4 separate regions of the Mus musculus genome follow, and regions 2, 3 and 4 are each linked to region 1. A link is a contact called in public Hi-C and promoter capture Hi-C data. All regions are on one chromosome and are shown on one strand. Each heading gives the region's core, a stretch centred on a gene start, on an enhancer-like site or on the middle of the called end of the contact. The rest is flanking DNA. Distances are from core to core; before and after follow the strand shown. Region 1 holds the start of Qrfp (pyroglutamylated RFamide peptide). Region 2 overlaps Pomt1 (protein-O-mannosyltransferase 1). Region 3 overlaps Hmcn2 (hemicentin 2). Region 4 has its middle 25 kb from the start of Plpp7.

The links. Promoter capture Hi-C pulls out the DNA fragments that hold promoters and counts their contacts. Hi-C and Micro-C count contacts between places; a contact is called where the count stands out from the background.
Region 2: a promoter capture Hi-C map of liver shows a contact between it and region 1, with 2.7 times the contacts expected there. The contact joins the enhancer-like site here to the promoter of Qrfp in region 1. A contact is called at or near these places in 4 of 39 promoter capture datasets (embryonic stem cells, liver and pre-B cells), 1 of 15 datasets of contacts at CTCF or cohesin (large pre-B cells), 1 of 484 Hi-C or Micro-C datasets (CD4 T cells) and 1 of 9 other capture datasets (pancreatic islet).
Region 3: a promoter capture Hi-C map of the HPC-7 cell line shows a contact between it and region 1, with 5 times the contacts expected there. The contact joins the enhancer-like site here to the promoter of Qrfp in region 1. A contact is called at or near these places in 6 of 39 promoter capture datasets (the HPC-7 cell line, cranial neural crest, hematopoietic stem and progenitor cells and 3 more) and 2 of 115 datasets of contacts at active chromatin or transcription factors (embryonic hindbrain and embryonic stem cells).
Region 4: a Hi-C map of pre-megakaryocyte-erythroid progenitors shows a contact between it and region 1, with 3 times the contacts expected there. The contact joins the enhancer-like site here to the promoter of Qrfp in region 1. A contact is called at or near these places in 11 of 39 promoter capture datasets (the 3T3-L1 cell line, the C10 cell line, the HPC-7 cell line and 6 more), 2 of 15 datasets of contacts at CTCF or cohesin (large pre-B cells and pro-B cells), 20 of 484 Hi-C or Micro-C datasets (B cells, CD4 T cells, the G1E-ER4 cell line and 9 more), 7 of 115 datasets of contacts at active chromatin or transcription factors (the NIH/3T3 cell line, T-cell acute lymphoblastic leukemia, effector CD8 T cells and 4 more) and 1 of 9 other capture datasets (embryonic stem cells).

The regions. Positions count from the first base shown.
Region 1 is chr2:31,808,789-31,813,372 of GRCm38.p6, forward strand. It overlaps Qrfp (pyroglutamylated RFamide peptide), which reads right to left and starts at 1,792. Exons shown (of 2, transcript NM_183424.4): 1 at 1,619-1,792; 2 at 1-130. The coding sequence starts at 130. It overlaps Fibcd1 (fibrinogen C domain containing 1), which reads right to left. Exons shown (of 7, transcript NM_178887.4): 7 at 4,502-4,584.
Region 2 is chr2:32,247,092-32,251,675 of GRCm38.p6, forward strand. It overlaps Pomt1 (protein-O-mannosyltransferase 1), which reads left to right. Exons shown (of 20, transcript NM_145145.2): 12 at 446-538; 13 at 1,524-1,620; 14 at 3,379-3,471; 15 at 3,698-3,818; 16 at 4,171-4,268. Among named protein-coding and RNA genes, the nearest start is that of Uck1, 11 kb to the right of the region's middle. Within about 2 kb of position 1,835, at least 19 of the 459 cell types and tissues checked have an H3K27ac peak or open chromatin away from gene starts, as enhancers often do. A contact at or near this core is called in liver, where this site is marked.
Region 3 is chr2:31,440,353-31,444,936 of GRCm38.p6, forward strand. The region is part of intron 85 of Hmcn2 (hemicentin 2); the gene reads left to right. Among named protein-coding and RNA genes, the nearest start is that of Ass1, 28 kb to the right of the region's middle. Within about 2 kb of position 2,374, at least 141 of the 459 cell types and tissues checked have an H3K27ac peak or open chromatin away from gene starts, as enhancers often do. A contact at or near this core is called in the HPC-7 cell line, hematopoietic stem and progenitor cells and hippocampal neurons, where this site is marked.
Region 4 is chr2:32,118,701-32,123,284 of GRCm38.p6, forward strand. No RefSeq gene overlaps it. Among named protein-coding and RNA genes, the nearest start is that of Plpp7, 25 kb to the left of the region's middle. Within about 2 kb of position 2,536, at least 53 of the 459 cell types and tissues checked have an H3K27ac peak or open chromatin away from gene starts, as enhancers often do. A contact at or near this core is called in the G1E-ER4 cell line, T-cell acute lymphoblastic leukemia, pre-B cells and 2 more, where this site is marked.

The sequences.
Region 1 (4,584 bases), core at 542-3,041:
CCTCAGCCAGCTGGGCCCAGTTCATCCTGGCTCCGATGTCACCGATGTCTGTGGGTCCCCTTCTGTCCAGCAGGGGAAAGCAGGCACTCAGAGGGAGAAGTAGGGAAAGCAAAGGCCGGAAGCCCCTCATCTGAGCAGAGGAGGGAGAGAGAGGAGGGGGTAGTGGCCAGCATTTGGCCACATGCAATCCCTGGCCCCAGGCTTCCCAAGGTCTGGGCAGCCCTTGGAGGGATAGCTGCTGACTGTGCTTAGCCTGGTTCCCTAGCACCCAGGACACCAGGCTGTCGTAGCCACCGCGGGAGCCAGCTGGACCAATTAGTCTGATTCCTATTCACCTGTAGCCGGGGAGCTGCCTGCCTTGGTGGCTCAGTACTGGAATACCAGAGCTGCCAGCTGGCTTGCAGAGGTACCCGGGTGGCCCTCGGGGCTGTGTGCATTTGGGTTCAATTTTCTATTATAATTATTGACTCTTGGGCCGTAGGCAGAGTGAGAAGCTGCCGTGTTTTCAACTTGATAATGAATAGGTCTAGCAGCTCTGCTGGGAAACCCCACTGTCTCCCTAATTCAGGAACAAGTTGCTCTTGGGAGGGGGAAATGGGCCTGGTGGCCCTTGTGTAAGTCAAACTCCTACCTGGGGAGGAGCTAGAGGCAAGGCTGGGGACAGCCAGCACCCACTGAGCTCCCACTGGGCAGGACAGGCTCTGGTGAATGGGTTTCTCTGTACAGTAAGTCTGTCTACAGCAAACGCTGCCCCACCACACAGCTCTGGGCTCTAATGTCAGTGTGGTTTCTCCCTGTGCCAGTCTCTAGGGAAATGATTGCTTCCTGATGATAGCCATCCAGCCCACCAACCCCGGGGCCACCCCCCCTAGGACCTCAGGCACAGAGAGCCTCAGGGTTTGCCCTAGGTCCTACAGCTTTATAAGAAAGAGAGCTGAATTCAAGGTAGCCTCATTACTCTGTGCCCCCATACCTGTCTCATTGTCTCGAGGTCCCCCCCCCCACATCCCTTGGTGGGAACTGTTCCCTTCCCTCACAGAGGATGCTTGTGTTTGCAGTGACCATGGGTGAGCTGAGCCGAGCTGGCTCATCCTCTGAGGAAGCCCCTGAAGCTGGAAGTGGCGGGGGACGGAGGGGGGAGGGGGGGGGACAGGGGGGACGACTTCTTTCCAGAAACAGCTCCCTTGAAAACATTTCAAAGAAGTGAGCGCAGCCAGAAAGCTTCAAAAACAACAACAAAAGCAGCCCTGCTTTCTACCCAAATCCAGCTTGCTAAGCCCCCTAGTCCCCAGGGCCTGGAGTAGCCTCCAGTCTGCTGCTGCTAAAGGGGCTTCCTCAGGCACGGGTGGAGAGGGCAGGGCCCCCCACATGGGACAGACAAGTCTCATTCCCTTCTCCCCATAGAAGGGGAGGACCAGGAATGGTCTTTATCCCCAGAGATTAATACTTCCTGGCTGGCATCTAGGGCCGGCTGGCTCTGGTGGAACTTGAGCTGAGGATGAAGCTGCGGGTCTCCCACACACCCGCCCTTCCTGGTGTGTGGCTCGTGGTGCTGGCTGTACCCGCCTGCACCCAGCTCACCTGGAGAGCCTGGCCTCCCGTCCCTTGCTGTACTCACTGTGCTGAGGGCTGCTCTAAGAAGGGCAGGTGAGTCCCTGGACCCCAGTTGTCAGGCAGAGCTGCTCAGGTCCCGGTCCAGCAGGCATGGCTCTGGGGTTCCCCCGCTTTATAAAGCTCCCTGGAGAGGCGAGCCCCAGCCTGCCTGATTGCTATGCATTCCTAGCCCCAGGATTCCTTTGGGGCTGCTGGTGGTGAAGGAAGGGGCACCGTGGGCCAAAGGACAAAGAGACAACGCAAACAGGATGTGGTCTGATGAAGAGTGGCGGGCGCCACCCTTGCAGCACAGAGAGCATCATCACGGGTCAACCGCGGGCTCAGACACTGGAGGTTCCCGGTGGAGACATGGAGGCCCACTCTTGAGAACCCTGATGGTGGCCCTGCCTTGGTCTCCCTCCAGAGACGGTGGGCTTACAGAGGCAGCATCCTCACTGCTGAGAGGGCTTGGAGGGTCATGGACACCCAGTCCCTTCTGTAGGCAGATGAGGTGTTCTGGTATATGATATACCCCTCCTTAGGAGCCTCGGGAGACATGAAACTGGGCAGGAATTCTTGGTTCTGAGGGGTTCAAGGTTTAGAACTCATGGCTAAGCAGGTCCCTCTCGGGCGACAGCTCCAGCAACACACTCAGTCTGTGACAACAGTGGTATGTTCTGTCTCTCTCACCATGCGGCCTCATGGCTGGTCATACTTTCCAGAGTTGGCTGCCCATCCAGACATAAAGCCACAGGGCCTGCCCTTCTAAATGGCGGAGTATGATCATACCTACCTCCCCAGTGGCTGTCAAGGTGGCTGGGAGATAAGGCATCGAGTTAGCTAGGTGTAGACTTGGCAAAGGTGTAGGGCAGGTAATGAGGCCTTCCTCCCACACTGGCACCCTCAGGAAGGACAGGGTTGTCTGTCACCACCACCCCTAACCACACACCATGACTTCTCTTCCGCTGAGTCCACGGCTGGGTGCTGTTCTTACCGGCCGGCACCACCGCAGTGAGTGTGTGTCTGCAGGGGCTGTAGATACCTCATCTCCATAGCCTCCTCCTTTTACCAGACTCCCTCTGGATGCTGACCACGGGTGCTCTGGCCAAGGTGTGGTCACTGCCCATTCCAGGGCCACTACTCAGTGCAGTTCTTCCGGTGACTAATGACAATGCCCCACCCACACACCCTGGATTCAGCAACTGCATGGTAGGGTGGGACCCTTCCCCTGTGGCCCACTCAGTTCCTCAGTTCACACTGGGCTCCCACCTGCCGTGCTGTGACTATGGGGCTGGGAGGCCAGCTCAGACATTTGCTTTAATCAAACACTTGGCTCTGAGGGCTGGGCAGACTCCCAAAGCGCTTTTCAGGCACACTCCTGGGTTCCTGCCTGCATCTGTCCCTCTGATCCTTGAGCCCCAGTGTCTTCAGCTACTGTCCGCCATGATGGGGGACCTTGCCAGCAGCTGCTGTCCAGGCCAGCGTGGAGTCTGGAGTTGAGGGTGTTTCTGATGTCATCGAGCAGGATGGGCCTTGTCAAGGTTAGAGGCTGAGCAAAGAAGGAAGCAGTGTTACAGGAGGAATTGGGGTGGGGGGTAGCTTTCCAGGAGGTTCCAAGGCTCTCTGAGTTGCAGTCCTGAGGGCACAGGGCTCCATGCAGCCTGTCCAGGCTTCCTTGCAGCCTGGCTTCTGGACCCATCTGTGTTTCTCATGGTGTGAGGGAGGGCTGAGACTGGGTGAGAAAGGGTATATTCATGACAGCCAGTCTGGGCTGTGCCCTTGCAGGTTCCTGGTTTCATCTGAATGATCCCCCCCCCCCCCCAGAATAGGACCCAGCTTGGAACACCATATGGCTATGATCTCCATCAGCCCCGAACCTCTGAAATTGATGATGTCACAACACTCCTCAAGTCATGAAGAACACACCCTTCTCATAAATGTTCACCACCACTGGGGTCTCCCCAGTCTCCTCACAGAACCCCAGGGAGATTTCTTCCCTCAGTCCTACACCCTGTAGATGGCTCGTCCTCAAGCCCCTTGATAGTTCTAGAGAGTTCTGTGAGATTGGGTCGGTGAGACCCATCCAGCTGGCTCTTGAAGCCACAGACAGAGCAGTTCAGCTGAGGGAATCATCATGGCCAGGGCTTAGCAGTGTCAGGGAGCAGGCTAGCTGGACAAGGCCCCCACACAGGCGAGAGTGCTCCGACAGAAACAGACACAATCACCTTGGATTTCTGAGGGCCTGGCTCTGGAGTCCTGTCCCCAGCATCTCTACCTGTGCCTCCCCTGCACCCCACCCCCATCCCTCCAGCCCCATGACCCAGAGTGAGCTGCCTAGAGGACAGGACACTGAGAATCTTGGGAAAGAGTCTGAGAACTGGTGTCCTGTGGACATGGCCTCAGGACACTCCCACAGTACAGGAGTGGTGATCCCTCCCTCACTGCCCCCATGCCGGGGTAGGGGGCGGGGGGTTCCGCCCCTGTTCTCTCTGCAGTGTGGGCACTCAGTCAACCCTACCTTTCATGGAATAACTTGAGCTTCAAGTTGAAGCATCGATTAGAAATAAATGACTGTTTATTAGTTCCTCAGAGTGTCGACTCCTCAGAACCCCAGGACTCATTCCCTATAGGGACAGTTCATCACCACAAAGACACCCGTGGGATACACAGAGCCAGGCGAGGTGAAGCCATGAGTCCTAGACTCCAGAACAGAAGCCCCGCTAGATGCAGCCTCTGCAGAAGGCTGGCCTGACCTTGCCCGGCTGCCGGGGCTTACCTGGCTCTGCCTAGCCAGACACAAAGAGCGAGCACAAAGCCATCTGGAGAGGAGGGCAAAGCAGTCCCAGGGCACTGGGTACCTGCCTCGCTCTGCTGTAACATGAAGCAGTGCAGGACTACACGTGAAGGCTGGTGCTGGGTCACCACGAGACTTTATTGAAGACAAGGGTACACAAGACACCGGGTGCACACAGCCCCAAGTAGCAACTAGGC
Region 2 (4,584 bases), core at 585-3,084, 440 kb after region 1:
AGGGTGCTTATCTACTTGTTTGGTTTTGTGTTTTGTCTTTCTTTTTCCTGTTTTGTCTTTGAGATAGCATCTCTCCTTGTAGCCAAGCCTTGCCTCAAACTCTCAGTCCTCTCAAGAGCCTGAGCCTCCTAACCACTGGGACTGCGGGTGTGTACCCCCCACCCAGATAGGCGCTTAATTTTTATTTATTTATTTTTTGAGGTATGAAAAAGAGTATGCTGTCAACATGAAGATATAAGGTGGGGGAAGCAGTTAGTGTATTCTTCATAGATAGTGTGACAGTGGCAGATGGCATCACACTTGGCAGTGACCTTAGGTTGAGGAGCTTTAGAGGAAACACAAGTGCCTCGATTCCCAAGTGTCTGCTCGGAGACCTCAGTCTCAGCATCCCATAGAGCTTATCAAAAGGGGGCTGCGTGTCAGCCTGACAGCACTGTCTTCCTAGACACCAGCTGGTGGTAAACAACCCTCCCCGGCCTGTAAGACATGGAGACATTGTACAGCTCGTTCACGGCATGACCACCCGCCTCCTTAACACGTGAGTGCCCCAGTGCTTGTTCTGTCAGGGTCTCCTTCACTCTGTCTACATCCCACTCAGCCTGTTTCCGTCATCCTGACTTCTGCCTCCACCTCACTCCCGTGAGAATACACAGTGGGCTTCATGGCTTTTCTGCCCACAGCCCTCTCTCTAGTGACCCTCTCAGCTCTCCTGAGGCTCCTAGTGACCCTGACTAGTGTCACCCCATCACTTGGCCTCCCTGGTAGCCCTGAAGTAAGCAGCACAGCACCTCAGGGTTTCCCCACTCTCTTTACTGCTGGGGTACCTAAGGTCACCTTACCAGAAACCTGCCTGTACTGTCCCTCCTATAGATCTTATTCTGACACTCACTCTGTCTGGCAGCCCATCATCCACTGCTCACTGCTGGGCCTCTTCGGGCGCCTGGTGCATCCTGAGATGAAGTGAGTCCTGCCTGAGTAGCCTGGAGGTGACAGGCTGCTTGTGAACACTGAGGCTGACCCACACAGAGTAGCCTGCTGTCTCAGCGTGAGACCACTGTGCCCATCTCGCCCAGAGACAACAGTACTATACTGATTTTCCGAGTTCTGCCAGACCAGTGATACACTGGGGCCAGTTCTTAGACTCAGACTTCCAGTTCCTGGAACAGACATTCTATTCTCAGAGATTTGCTCACCTGTCCAAAGAGTGAGTGACACCCATCCAATTGTTTGACATCAATTCTGGACACACACAATGAAGACCCTCCCTCACAGATACACCAACAAGGCGGTTGGATCTGGGCAGTCCTGCAGTTGAGTCTTGGTTCTCAGATGACTTTAGGCTGTGTCATGTTGACCATTAAAGCCTGCCTTGGGGTGGCCCACATCCCGGATACATAGCCTCTGTGGGAGCTGCATTTGTGGCCAGCTTCCCTAGCCTTGGCAGGCAGAGCAGGCTTGGTTTCCAAAGGCACTGTTTTTCCCTTAGTGACACTCTAAGGAATAGCTCTGCTCTGCTCTTGCAGGCACGATGTCGCAGCCCCACTGAGCCCCCATTCTCAAGAAGTCTCCTGCTACATTGACTATAACATCTCCATGCCTGCCCAGAACCTCTGGAAACTGGTGAGTTCCGTGCTGGCCTGGGTGCAGCAGGGTCTCATGGCGGTCAGTGGGAGCACCTGCTCCCTACCTCAGAGTACCCAGAATGCCTCCTCAGATGAAGGGTTCAAATGGAAACTTGGATAAGAAACTTTGATTTAGCAAGTCTGAGATGTCCCAATGGGGAGCAGTCACCTCATCAGGCCGAGAGTCCTCTGGGCCTCAGGCATGGATTGGGAAAGTTCCAAGTGCTGTGTCTTCCCTGCCAGGGCCTTTCGGGTCAGGGCTGTTCCAGCTGCAGCTGCCTCATGGACTGTTCACTTTTTCACCCTCTGGCCTAGTTTCTTTCTGGTGCTGTGTCAAAAGCAACTTAGAGAGGAAAGGGTTAAGCTACAGTCCACCCCTCTTCGAGTCAGGGCAGGAACTTACTGAAACCGTGGAGGAGCACTGTCACTGGCTCACTCCCACATTCAGGCTTTCCTGCCCAGGATCTGCCCAGGGAATAGAACCACCCACAATGGGCTGGGCATTCCCACAGCAAGTAACAGCCAAGGTAACTCCCTCACAAATATGCCAGTAGGACAGTCTAATCTGGACAGCCCCTCAGTTGAGACTCCCTCCTCAAAAGTCTCTGGGCTGTGTCACATTGATAATTAAAGCTAAGTAAGACACCCTCCCACCACAGACATGGCAGCCTCCGCCACTCCTGTGTCCCAGGGGAAGCCTCCCAGCCAGTTCTTACCCATAGCCCACAGGAGCACAAGCAGTTTCCTGGTGAGGGCCTTGGCCATCAGAGGGCGATTTCACTGCGACAGTGTCCTTCTGGTGACAGTCATCTGCTCTCCTGGCTCCTGCTAGTGCTCCTTCCCTGTCCTGGCCCAAAGTGTTATTCTTGCCTGAAGCCTACTTCCTCGTCCTGGCCCAATGTCAAATTCCTACCAAGCGGTCCCAAAAGCTCTCCACAGCCTACCTAGGTAGCACCATGCCAGTTTACTGCCTTCGCCAGCACAGGTCTGTCTGGGGGGGCTGCTTTCATTGGCACACCTGACCCACCTTTACCTGTTTTCCCCTTGGATGTGCGGCACACTTCCATGGCCGTTTCCATCCTGCTGCTTAATCCCTCCCGAGTGGGCCTGACTGATAAAAGGCCGGCGTCCCTTCTCGTTGGAAGCTGTCTCAGGAGGAATGGCACTGAGTCTCACTGACCTCCCTGCCAGCTTGCTGCCAGTGGCTCCATTGCTGACCTGTGCCCCTGCCCCCTTCCTAGCAGCCCTTTGAGTACCACTTACCCATGTCAGATGGAGCCTCCAGAAAGGGGAGCAGGCCTCAGGAGCGGCTGCCTGGCCCAGGATGGCTTGTCTAGGAACCATCCCTGTTTTGGCTAGAGTTCTGTGTCCTCTTGTCTGAATAGGTATCTTTTGAGTCCCCGTGGCTAGCTCAAATGCTGTGTTGTAAAGGGCGTATGGGGTCATGGAGGGTCTGTAGTGCCAAGGACTAGCTAGCGACCTGTGCTTCCTTTGCTGGAGAGCTTAGCCCAGACCAAACTGATTCCATAGCTGTGTGACTGCTCCTCACTTATCTTAGGCAAAAGGCCAAGAAGCCATGGGTGTCTGGTCTTTCGGTAGCTATTTAACACGTACGATCTGCAAAGGGATGCACAAGTGACTAGTCATATTTAGGTTTATATGGTTTGTGGTGCTGGGGATGCAACCCAGGGCCTCACCAATGCTAGGCAAGTGCTCCACTGCCAGCCCCCCAGGCTGACAGGTTCTGGTTCTGCAGGACATTGTGAACAGAGAGTCCAACCGGGATACCTGGAAGACTATCTTGTCGGAAGTGCGCTTTGTACATGTGAACACATCCGCCATCTTGAAGGTAAAGGGTAGCTCAGGTATGCCTGTCAGGCCTAGCCTCACCCAGACTATTCCTGGAGCTGTTCAGGCCTGTGCTCACATAGCTGCCAAGTGATGAACATCTCCCTGTTTTATAGTACACGCAGGGGGAGAAGAATCCTAGGAAGACCTGGGGCAGGGACCTGCTGACACAGCAGTGGGGTCAGCCGACTCTCTGTCATGCTCATTGCCTTTCTTGGTTTTACTAGCTGAGCGGGGCTCACCTCCCTGACTGGGGGTTCCGGCAGTTGGAGGTAGTTGGGGAGAAGTTGTCACCGGGCTACCACGAGAGCATGGTGTGGAATGTGGAAGAACACCGGTATGGCAAAAGTGAGTCATCAAAGCTCTGGGCCATGGGCATCTGCTTGTCTCTGTGGATCTGGTGCCACTCAAGGAAACGCCAAAGCAACGCTGGGTTTGGAGGGACCTAGGTTCCTCCATTCTGTTTGGCTGAGTCCCTTGCACCCATCCATGAGTAATAAGGCGTTTGTGCTACGGGCCTGCGGAGGAGGCTCCTGCATCCCAGAGTACACTAATCCTGTCTTGGCCGAGGAGTGTGGGGTGTGGGAACCTATGGGGTGATGTGGTTTGGTGAGGTGTCCCCCTGGATACGGGAAGGCTGGTGGTAGCTTCTGTCCTCCCCTCTTCAGCCTCTCTGTGTCTCGTCCTTGTCTACTGTCAGGCCATGAGCAGAAGGAGAGGGAGCTGGAGCTCCACTCGCCCACTCAGCTCGATATCAGCAGGAACCTCAGCTTCATGGCCAGATTCTCAGAGTTACAGGTGATGAGTGCCTGGAGGGATGCCCGCCCGCCTGCCCTTGCTCGGTGGGAGCTGATTTCTGCCTTTGATGGCGCCGCGTGCTATTGCTGGGCTCTGAAGTTCAAAGGACTTGAACCTGGAACTTGAGAGTCTGCAGCAGAATGAGTGTCTCTCCCGACTTCAGGCCCCATGGACCTGCACCTAGTAGGTCAGGGCCAAGGAGTTACTGTACTCATGTGACATTACAATAAAGTCGGGATGTCTTCAGGCCTCCCGTCAGGTCAGAATGGGCCACATTCAACTCACAGAGCCCTAGGTAAGACAGTCAGACACTCAA
Region 3 (4,584 bases), core at 1,124-3,623, 370 kb before region 1:
AGACCAAGCCTCTATACTTGTTTGCTAAACTGATCACTAAGTATTTCTTATTTTGCCTAAAATTGCTTGATTTGGGGGCTTTCATTGCTAGTGTGGATATTAACGGATGATTTTATTGGGTGGGGGAGGTCACAGGGCCTTGAACTCACAATCTTTCTGTCTCTACCTCAGAGTACAGGGGTTACAGGCCTGCTCCACCACAATATATTCTGCTTGGGAGATTGAACCCAAGGCTGTTTGCATGCTATGCTAATGAAGCATTCTAACTGCGAGCTACAGGCCTGCTGAGGGTGAGCTACAGGCCGGGGCGGCTATAGGCCCAGCCCTTGGAAGTCAGAGAACAAATTTGGGGAGTTGGTTCTCTCTCTGTCTTGTAAACTCTAGGCTGACTGGCCTGCAGGCTTCTAGCTGATCTCACCAGAGGAATGCTGGGCCTGAGGCTGATGTAATGTATCAATCCTGAGGCTCTGCACTTCTCCTCAGCCCGCCCTGGGTTTTTATAACTTGATATTATGCCCTGTGGCCTCACTAGCTTGTTTTGTTGTTGTTTGGTTTTTTGGTTTTTCAAGACAGGCTTTCTCTGTGGCCCTGGCTGTCCTAGAACTCACTCTGTAGACCAGGCTGGCCTTGAATTCTGAGATCTACCTGCCTCTGCCTCCCGAATGCTGGGACCAAAGGCGTGCGTCACCACCTCCTGGCTGACAGCTTGGTTTTGAATTCTGGTGGATTTCACGTAGCTTCTGCAGGGTTGTCCCGGAGTGGGCTCTTCCGTGTGTCACATATGAACAGAGTTCTCTTCTTTCCTGTCCATCCTTTGGCGACTGTGCCTCACCCTGCTTGCTGACTCAGCAGCCACCCTAGAAAGCCACCGTCCTCACCAGCCTACCTAACTACAGTTTTGGTGGAGAGCATCCATCCTGTCTGTCTGATGTGAGGACAACTGTCTGTCCTGCCCAGGGCTCCCTTTATTCTCAGTTTGTCAGGCTCTTTTGTGAAGGATGGGGTAGACCTGATAATAGACGAAGCTGAGTGTGTCCCATGCTTACTCAGAACAGCCAGAAACCTTCATATGGCAGCAGAAAAAAAAAAAAAAACCTGAAGGGAATAGTAAGGGAGACTGAGGCTCTCAGGCCCAGGCCCAGGCCCAGGCCCAGGCCGTGGGCACCTCTACTGACTGTCAGGTGCGGCTGAGAGTTATAGCTATGATCTCACAAAACATAACCGACAGGAAGCCCAACAAAAGCTCCTTCTCTTTTCTCCAACCAAAAGAAAGACTGTAGGATGGAGGAGATGGCTCAGGGGGTAAAGGTGGGTTGCCATGGAGATGATAGTCTGAGTTCAATTGCTAGGACCTGTGTGGTGGAACCTACATACACACACACACACACACACACACACACACATAAGCACACTCACGCACATGCGCGCGCACACAGTAAATACACATACAACATATACACATGCACTCTCACCACTACCACCACACAACACACACACATATACATGCACAACACACACACACACACAACAGACAACATGTACACATTCACCATCACCACTACCATCACACAACATACAACACACATCACACACACAAAATATATTTTAAACATTTAACTCTGTGTGTGTGTGTGTGTGTGTGTGTGTGTGTGTGTGTGTGTGTGTACAGTAAAGGGGCTGTAGAGTCCAGAGTGGGAGTTTACAGGCAGTTATGAGTCGTGTGAATTCTGGGAACCAAACCCATCCCTCTGCAGGAACAGTTTGCAGCCTTGACCACTGAGCCATCTCTCCAGCCCCTAAATAAATGAATGTAATTTAAATTAAAATTTTAAACCAGGGAAAGAATGAGCAGAGGATGAGGCAGGAAGATAAATTGCTAGGACAGTCATCTTGCTCCAGTTTCCGTGGGAATCACTATGTACAGCCTGCACCATGCATAGATGAGTTCCCTGATACCCTGAACAGGGACCATCACTGTCCCCAGGGTCAGGCCTAATGAGGACACAGGACTAGCCCCACTTCTCTCATGAGGGAACCCTCTCTCTACGGTTAGTGGGAGCCCTACTGGGAATCCTGAAGACCCCAGCTGCCCAACTATGGTGCTGAGCCCCTCTAGTGTTCTAGGGTGTCAACAGAGGCCTGCGACGAGCAGGCCTGACAGTGCTGGCTATGTCTTCTCTCCCCGTGGAGGAGGGAGGCTGGTGCGAGACCACATCCATTACACGCTGCTGGAGTCATGCTGTTTCAGCTGCAATGGGAACTCTCTGGCTCAATCAGGAACCAGGAAATGATCAGCCTGAAGGCACAGTGACAGCCAGCCCACACAGGAGAGAGCACAGACATATGACTCAGCAGCCAGAAGGTCTGAAACTACTTCATCAGACATTGTAAGCATGACAGAAGACCTGGAGCTGAATTTCAGCCTCAGGTGGCTGTAGAGTGGGTCACTGATCATCCATCTCTGGTCTTCCTCTACCCACATCTTTCCCTCTACCAGAGCTGAAGGGAGCGGCCAGCCCACGTCTCCTCCACACCCTCCTTGCTGTTGTTAAAGTTCTGCCAGGTTCTCTGGACTCCTCAGCCAGGCTCTGGAGTGGCCATTTGACTCCTCCGGTTTTCTTCCCCTGTGTACTTCAGCCCCTGGAATTGTCTCCTCTGCCACCGACTTGCAGGGGGGCCCTGGTTATAGAAAGCTAGTGGCTTTCGCAGCTGGCCTGTGGGGATGCCATGTGGGATGGGGGTGAGGAGCAGGGTAAGCAGAGCCCTGGGCAGTCCAGCAGGCTGACACTGTTGTCAGCCACGGTTCTGGAAATCTGTTGTGTGTCGTCGGATCTTTGGCTATCTTCTTGGGCCCTGAAATAATATTTGTCAATTCCGCTGAAGTTTCATACTTTCTGAGGGAGGAGGGCTTGTGGAGGACCGCTTTACTCAGCCATGGCTGCCGGGTGCTTCCACACTCTTGTTTCATTCTAATTTTTTAAGATGTAAAACGTTTTATTTTATGTGTGAGAACTCTCTCTCCAGCCCTTGACCTTCATCTAAATGGAATCCAGGTGCTAGGACAAGCTTGGTGGCAGAGCACTTCTCTAGTTGAGTATGTTGTGGCCCAGGGTTCTACCTCCAGCTCCACTAAAAGCAGAAAGAAGCTATGACTGGGACCGTGTTACCGCTCCGGTCCTTCACACAGCACTGTGACACCGTCCATGCTGTCACATTGCTGATGTTGCTTCCGTGCTCCCCAGTGGATTCTTTCCAGTTTGGGGGATTTTGAGCAGCTTGGCAGGGAGATTCATATTGCTGAGGAGCACACCTGCATTTCTGTTGGGATGAATCCCACAGCTGAGTTGTGAGGTCACACAGCACACAGCTTTCGTAGAACTGGCTGTAGTGAGCTGAGACCCTCAGGAAGTTCTCAGGAGTCTAGCTCTTTATCCCCTTCAGACAGGGTCTGTTACTGAAACTGGAGCTATACTGGCAGGCAGCAAGCCCCGACAATCCTCTTTTCTCTGCCCTCCACAGCGCTGGGTTACAGTTACAGGCAGGCACTGCCATGACTGGTGCTTTTTAAAATAACACTTTAATTCTTTGAGAATTTGATCCAATGTGTCTTAATCATGTTCCCCCGCTCCTCCTGCTAACTCCTCTGAGATCACCTTCCCACCCACTCCTAACTTTGTGTTCTTTTTGTTTTGTTTTGTGGTTTTTGTTGTTGTTGTTGTTTTGTTTTGTTTTTGTGGAGTTTTTTTGTTTTGGTTTGTTTTGGTTTGGTTTTTCAAGACAGGGTTTCTCTGTGTAGCCCTGGCTGTCCTGGAACTCACTCTGTAGATCAGGCTGACCTTGAACTCAGAAATCCTCCTGCCTCTGCCTCCCAAGTGCTGGGATTAAAGGCGTGCACCACCACTGCCCAGTGTTCTTTTTGCTTTTTATACGCCACAGAGTCTAATTTGTGCCATACGTATACTATAGTCCTGGGAGTGGGGTATGGGGCCACCTGATGGAGCAAGATCGTCCTACTGGGGCCACATCTTTAAAGAAAACTTATTCTCTAGAAGCCATCAGCTGTCAACAGCTCCTGGGGGAGGGGGCTTGTAAACTCACCCTGGGTCTGTGTTCAAATATTGAATGGTTTGATCCCATTGGGGTCTTAGAAGCAACCGAGGACTGGTGAAAGCTTATGACCTCAGCAGTCCTGTCAAATCCAGAACACATGTTTACTCTGGCTCTCCCTGACTTCTGGCCCTTACAGACTTTCTGCCCTGTGTTCTGTGATGGTCCCTGAGCCTTGGAGTGGGGGTGTGGGGGCAGTATGGATGTCTCACTTTTGTCTGATTAAAGTGTAGAGAATAAGTACCCGTGGAGTGCACACCTGGCATCTTAAACATAGGTGGTGAGAATCTGAATTCAGGTCCTCATGCTTGCATAGCTAGTACTCTTACTGAGCCACATCCCAAGTTCTTAGTGATATCATCTTGGAGTGGGAGTGGAGGGCACCATCAAATGTGAGGCAGCATCATGGAGGAAAAGCAGCAGTGTTGGCACATAACGGTGGTCTCCTGGGAAAAGCATGTCCCTCATGTGTAAGGC
Region 4 (4,584 bases), core at 1,286-3,785, 310 kb after region 1:
CAATGCAGGCTTAGCGGCCGCCATCCTCCAATCCCAAAAATGCTCCATGGGCAGAAATTAATCAACGCATAGATCTTGTCCAGGAACAACTAGATGTATTATGGCAAATAGCTCAGCTGGGATGTGAACAAAAGTTTCCGGGATTGTCCATTACTTCCATTCAGTATGAGAAATTTACTAGGGCAGCTAATTTGTCAAAAAGTCCTTCTCAGTATATGTTACAGAATTGGACGGCTGAATTTGAACAGACCCTTCGGGAATTGAGACTTCAGGTCAACTCCACGCGCTTGGACCTGTCCCTGACCAAAGGATTACCCAATTGGATCTCCTCAGCATTTTCCTTCTTTAAAGAATGGGTGGGATTGATATTATTTGGAGATACACTTTGCTGTGGATTAGTGTTGCTTCTCTGGTTGGTCTGTAAGCTTAAGGCCCAAACTAGGAGAGACAAGGTGGTTATTGCCCAGGCGCTTGCAGCTCTAGAACATGGTGCTTCCCCTGATATATGGTTATCTATGCTTAAGCAATAGGTCGCTGGCCATTCAGCTCTTGCACCCCACGAGGCTAGTCTCATTGCACGGGATAGAGTGAGTGTGCTTCAGCAGCCCGAGAGAGTTGCACGGCTAAGCACTGCAGTAGAAGGGCTCTGCGGCATATATGAGCCTATTCTAGGGAGACATGTCATCTTTCAAGAAGGTTGAGTGTCCAAGTGTCCTTCTCCCCAGGTAAAACGACACGGGACCAGACCAGGACCCCTCTGGGTGATAAACCTGGGAGGAGGTTATGTGTACGGCTCCTTTACCTGCACACTGGGGATTTGACCTCTATCTCCACTCTCATTAATATGGGTGGCCTATTGCTCTTATTAAAAGAAAAGGGGGATCTGTGGGGAGCCGCCCTCACATTCGCCGTTACAAGATGGCGCTGACATCCTGTGTTCTAAGTGGTAAACAAATAATCTGCGCATGTGCCAAGGGTAGTTCTCCACCCCATGTGCTCTGCCTTCCCCGTGACGACAACTCGGCCGATGGGCTGCAGCCAATCAGGGAGTAATACGTCCTAGGCGGAGAATAATTCTCCTTAAAAAGGGACGGGGTTTCGCCATTCTCTCTCTTGCTCTGGCTCTTGCTCTCTTGCGCTCTTGCTCTGGCTCCTAAAGATGTAAGCAATAGAGCTCTTGCTCTCTTGCTCCTAAAGATGTAAGCAATAAAGCTTTTGCCGCAGAAGATTCCGGTTTGCTGCGTCTTTCCTGGCCGGTCGCGAGAACGCGGGTAAGAAATATTAAAAAAAAAAAAAAAAAAAAAAGCAGAGACACCCACAGAAAGCCACCATGTAAGAAAAAAAGAGAAGGCAGCCACCTGAACGGAGCCTGAACAAAGCCTTAGGAGGAAGCAAGACCAACGTAAATGCTGTGTGAATGAGGAGTGGAAGGCCCAGAGGGGACAAGGGAGGGAACAGCAGGAACTAGAAAATCCCACAATTTCAGGATCCACTGCCATCTGGCTCAGCAAGGACTGAACATCTGGTCACTGCTGGGACCATAGCGATTATGTAACCAGTGTGTGCACGTAACCATCACCAGCCCGCACCAGCCATCACCAGCCCTCACCAGCCCACACCAGCCCACACCAGTCCTCACCAGCCCTCACCAGCCCACACCAGTCCTCACCAGCCCTCACCAGCCCTCACCAGCCCACATCAGCCCACACCAGTCCTTGTTGGGTCTCCTCCATCTGACTTTTTCTTGCTTTGGGGAAAAGATATCACAATCAGGGAGAATCAGTCATGGGACTTAACTGACCCCACGCTGCAGTAACTCAGAGTCCTGCTGTTGTCTAGCCTCCTCACATGCCCCCATACACTCCCACGCACATGCGGCCTGGCTGGCTTATGTAAACTCTCACGTAGGGGATCCTAGCCTGCATGTTCTGCACAGTGATCATTGTCCTGTGTTTAACTCTTCATGTGTTAGCGCTCACATGCAGGCAGTGTGGATGTGAGCTTGCGTGTTTAGGCTTAAAGAGAAATGCACATGTATGTGCACACCATACAAACACACTGGGAAACCCTAGCCTACTCAATGCGACTCAGTCTTGAGAAAGAGAGAGAGAAGACAGACAGACAGACAAAACAGAAAGACAGACAGTGAGAGAGTCAGAGAGAGAAGCAGAGAGACAGAGAGGCAGAGGCAGAGACACAGAGAAAACAGAAAGAAAGAGAGAGAGAGGGAGGGAGGGAGGGAGGGAGGGGAGGGGAGGGGAGGGGAGGGGAGGGGAGGGGAGGGGAGGGGAGGGGAGGGGAGAGGAGAGGAGAGGAGAGGAGAGGAGAGGAGAGGAGAGGAGAAGAGAAGAGAGAGAAGAGAAGAGAAGAGAAGAGAAGAGAAGAGAAGAGAAGAGAAGAGAAGAGACGAGACGAGACGAGACGAGACGAGACGAGACGAGACGAGACGAGACGAGACGAGACGAGAAAAGAGAGGAAACCTGGCCACAGGATGTGGCTTGCTGATGGCATAGTCCACCAGGAGAATCAGTAGTAGGTCTGCTGGGCCCAGAGAAAACCCCACCCACCAGCAGCCCAGCTGTGCAGTCTGGCAGTGACTGTCTCCCCCTTTCCCAAGGCCTACTCAGGGACCAGCCTGGAGAGGGGAATCCAGCTGGGATTCAGGAGAGAAACATCTGGAGTCCTGAAGCTACCTCGGCCTCTGGGCCTCTGCTCCATTGCTTCTACTGTGAGGACAGCCTGTGTGGAATCTCTGCCTGAGGTGCTGACCTTCCTCCCACCCGGGAAGGCTGGCAGAGGCATGGCTGTGAGGCACCCCAGCTTAGAGTCAGGGAGTTGCACTGAGGAACTCTGGCCTCTGGGATGACCTGGTTCACCTTCTCTCCCTCTCCTAGAAGAAAGAAATCCTACTAGCCCTGTGCCTTGGGCCTGCAGATGTGCAACCAGTCTCTTGAGAACCTTGGGAGGAACAGGGAGAATTTCTTTAAGAAATGACCCGATCATCAGCTTATTATTATGTGTTTTGGTTACACAGTTCTTTTTCATTATTAAAAAAATAGAATCTACACAGGAACACCAAAGACAAAAATATTTTTGTCAGTCCTTTCCAGAAAAAGTCCTTTTTCTTTTCTCTGCATTAGTAAAAGTGTAGACAATTTTTGGAACAACAACACAAACTGTATAGAATTTTGTGATCTACTTTCCTTCCTTCCTTTTTTTTTTTTTTTTTTTTTTTTTTTTTTTTTTTTTTTGAGACAGGGTTTCTCTTTTCTAAACTGTTTCTTTACCAGTAACTGGACGCTATGCTACGCTGTTGACTCATGGTGGCCAGGTCAGGGTCTTGTCTAGATATTTTTTTGTAGTTTTTGTTGTTGTCTTTTAAATTTCAATGTTTTGTCTGCATGTAGTATTAACCCCAAAGATGAGAGGAGAAAGATCTCTGACCCAAATCATCATGGCCAAATCAATTCAAGCAAACAATTAATTAAAGCAAGCTTTTTTATTTGTGTACACAGGCTGCCTCCCCCTAAGGCGGGACTGGAGAGGTCAGCCTCGGAGGTGAGGAAGACAAAGCTGTTAGAGTTCAGGGGTAGGGGGGTTCCAAATGGGGGATTTGGTGGGGTTACAGGGGCAGAACATAAGCATATGCTTTAGTCCAAAGACCTCCTCAAACAAAGACGTGCTTACAAAGTGGGCAGAACAAGATCGTCCTTTTCTAACAAAGGTGAGGTTGCAAAATGGTTATAAACAACTTTTTGGAATAAAGACAAGACTGCCATTCCTGGAACAGGCCATGCAGAACCATTTGCAGTTAAGGTTACAGGTGGGGCATAGCCCAATCCTTGAGAAACAGAGGCTTAATCATAAAGAGGATTGAATCTAGATTGTATTTACTGTAAAATGGCTTTTAAGCCCAAGATGGAGGCAGGCTGGTTCTTCATTTTTCCCCTTGTCTTATGTGTCCCTGTTAAATCCTTGATAGGGTTTTAGCTTCTTTATCTGAAGGGGGGACTTTATAATGTATCAAAAGATGCATTGTTCATTCATAAGTTAGACCTGTTTGATTAGCATAGATAGAACAAATATTTTAAGTCCATATAATTGTGATATGCCAATAGTTTATATAGATGGCTCTTTCGTCCCATTTGCCTAGGAATTTCCTCAGACCTAATATTTCAGTCCTTTGTTGAGGACAAGGGTGACATACTCTCTTCTGTAACTACTTCCTGCTGAAATTAGGACTCCCTTGTTGGGGCCTAGGAAGGATGGAATGTTAGTCAAGGCCAGGAAGGAATTCAAGCGTTAGGACACTTATCAGAAGGATCTGGTTCAATAACCCAGCTGAGGAGACAAGGAGCAGTCATCTCCACTGGACTGGTCCATGTCGGCTTTCAGCGAGTCCAGGGATTTCTGGTTTTGTAGGACTTCCTGAGGCTGGCATAGTGTAGATCATCTTTGGAGCACTTTACAGTCTGCATCTGATTTCCGGACGATGTGTCTCCCAGCTGAGTGGAACTCTGCCAAGATGGATATAGGCTATAGACAGGACTTACAGATCGTTTTGTTTTGTTTTGTTTTGTTTTG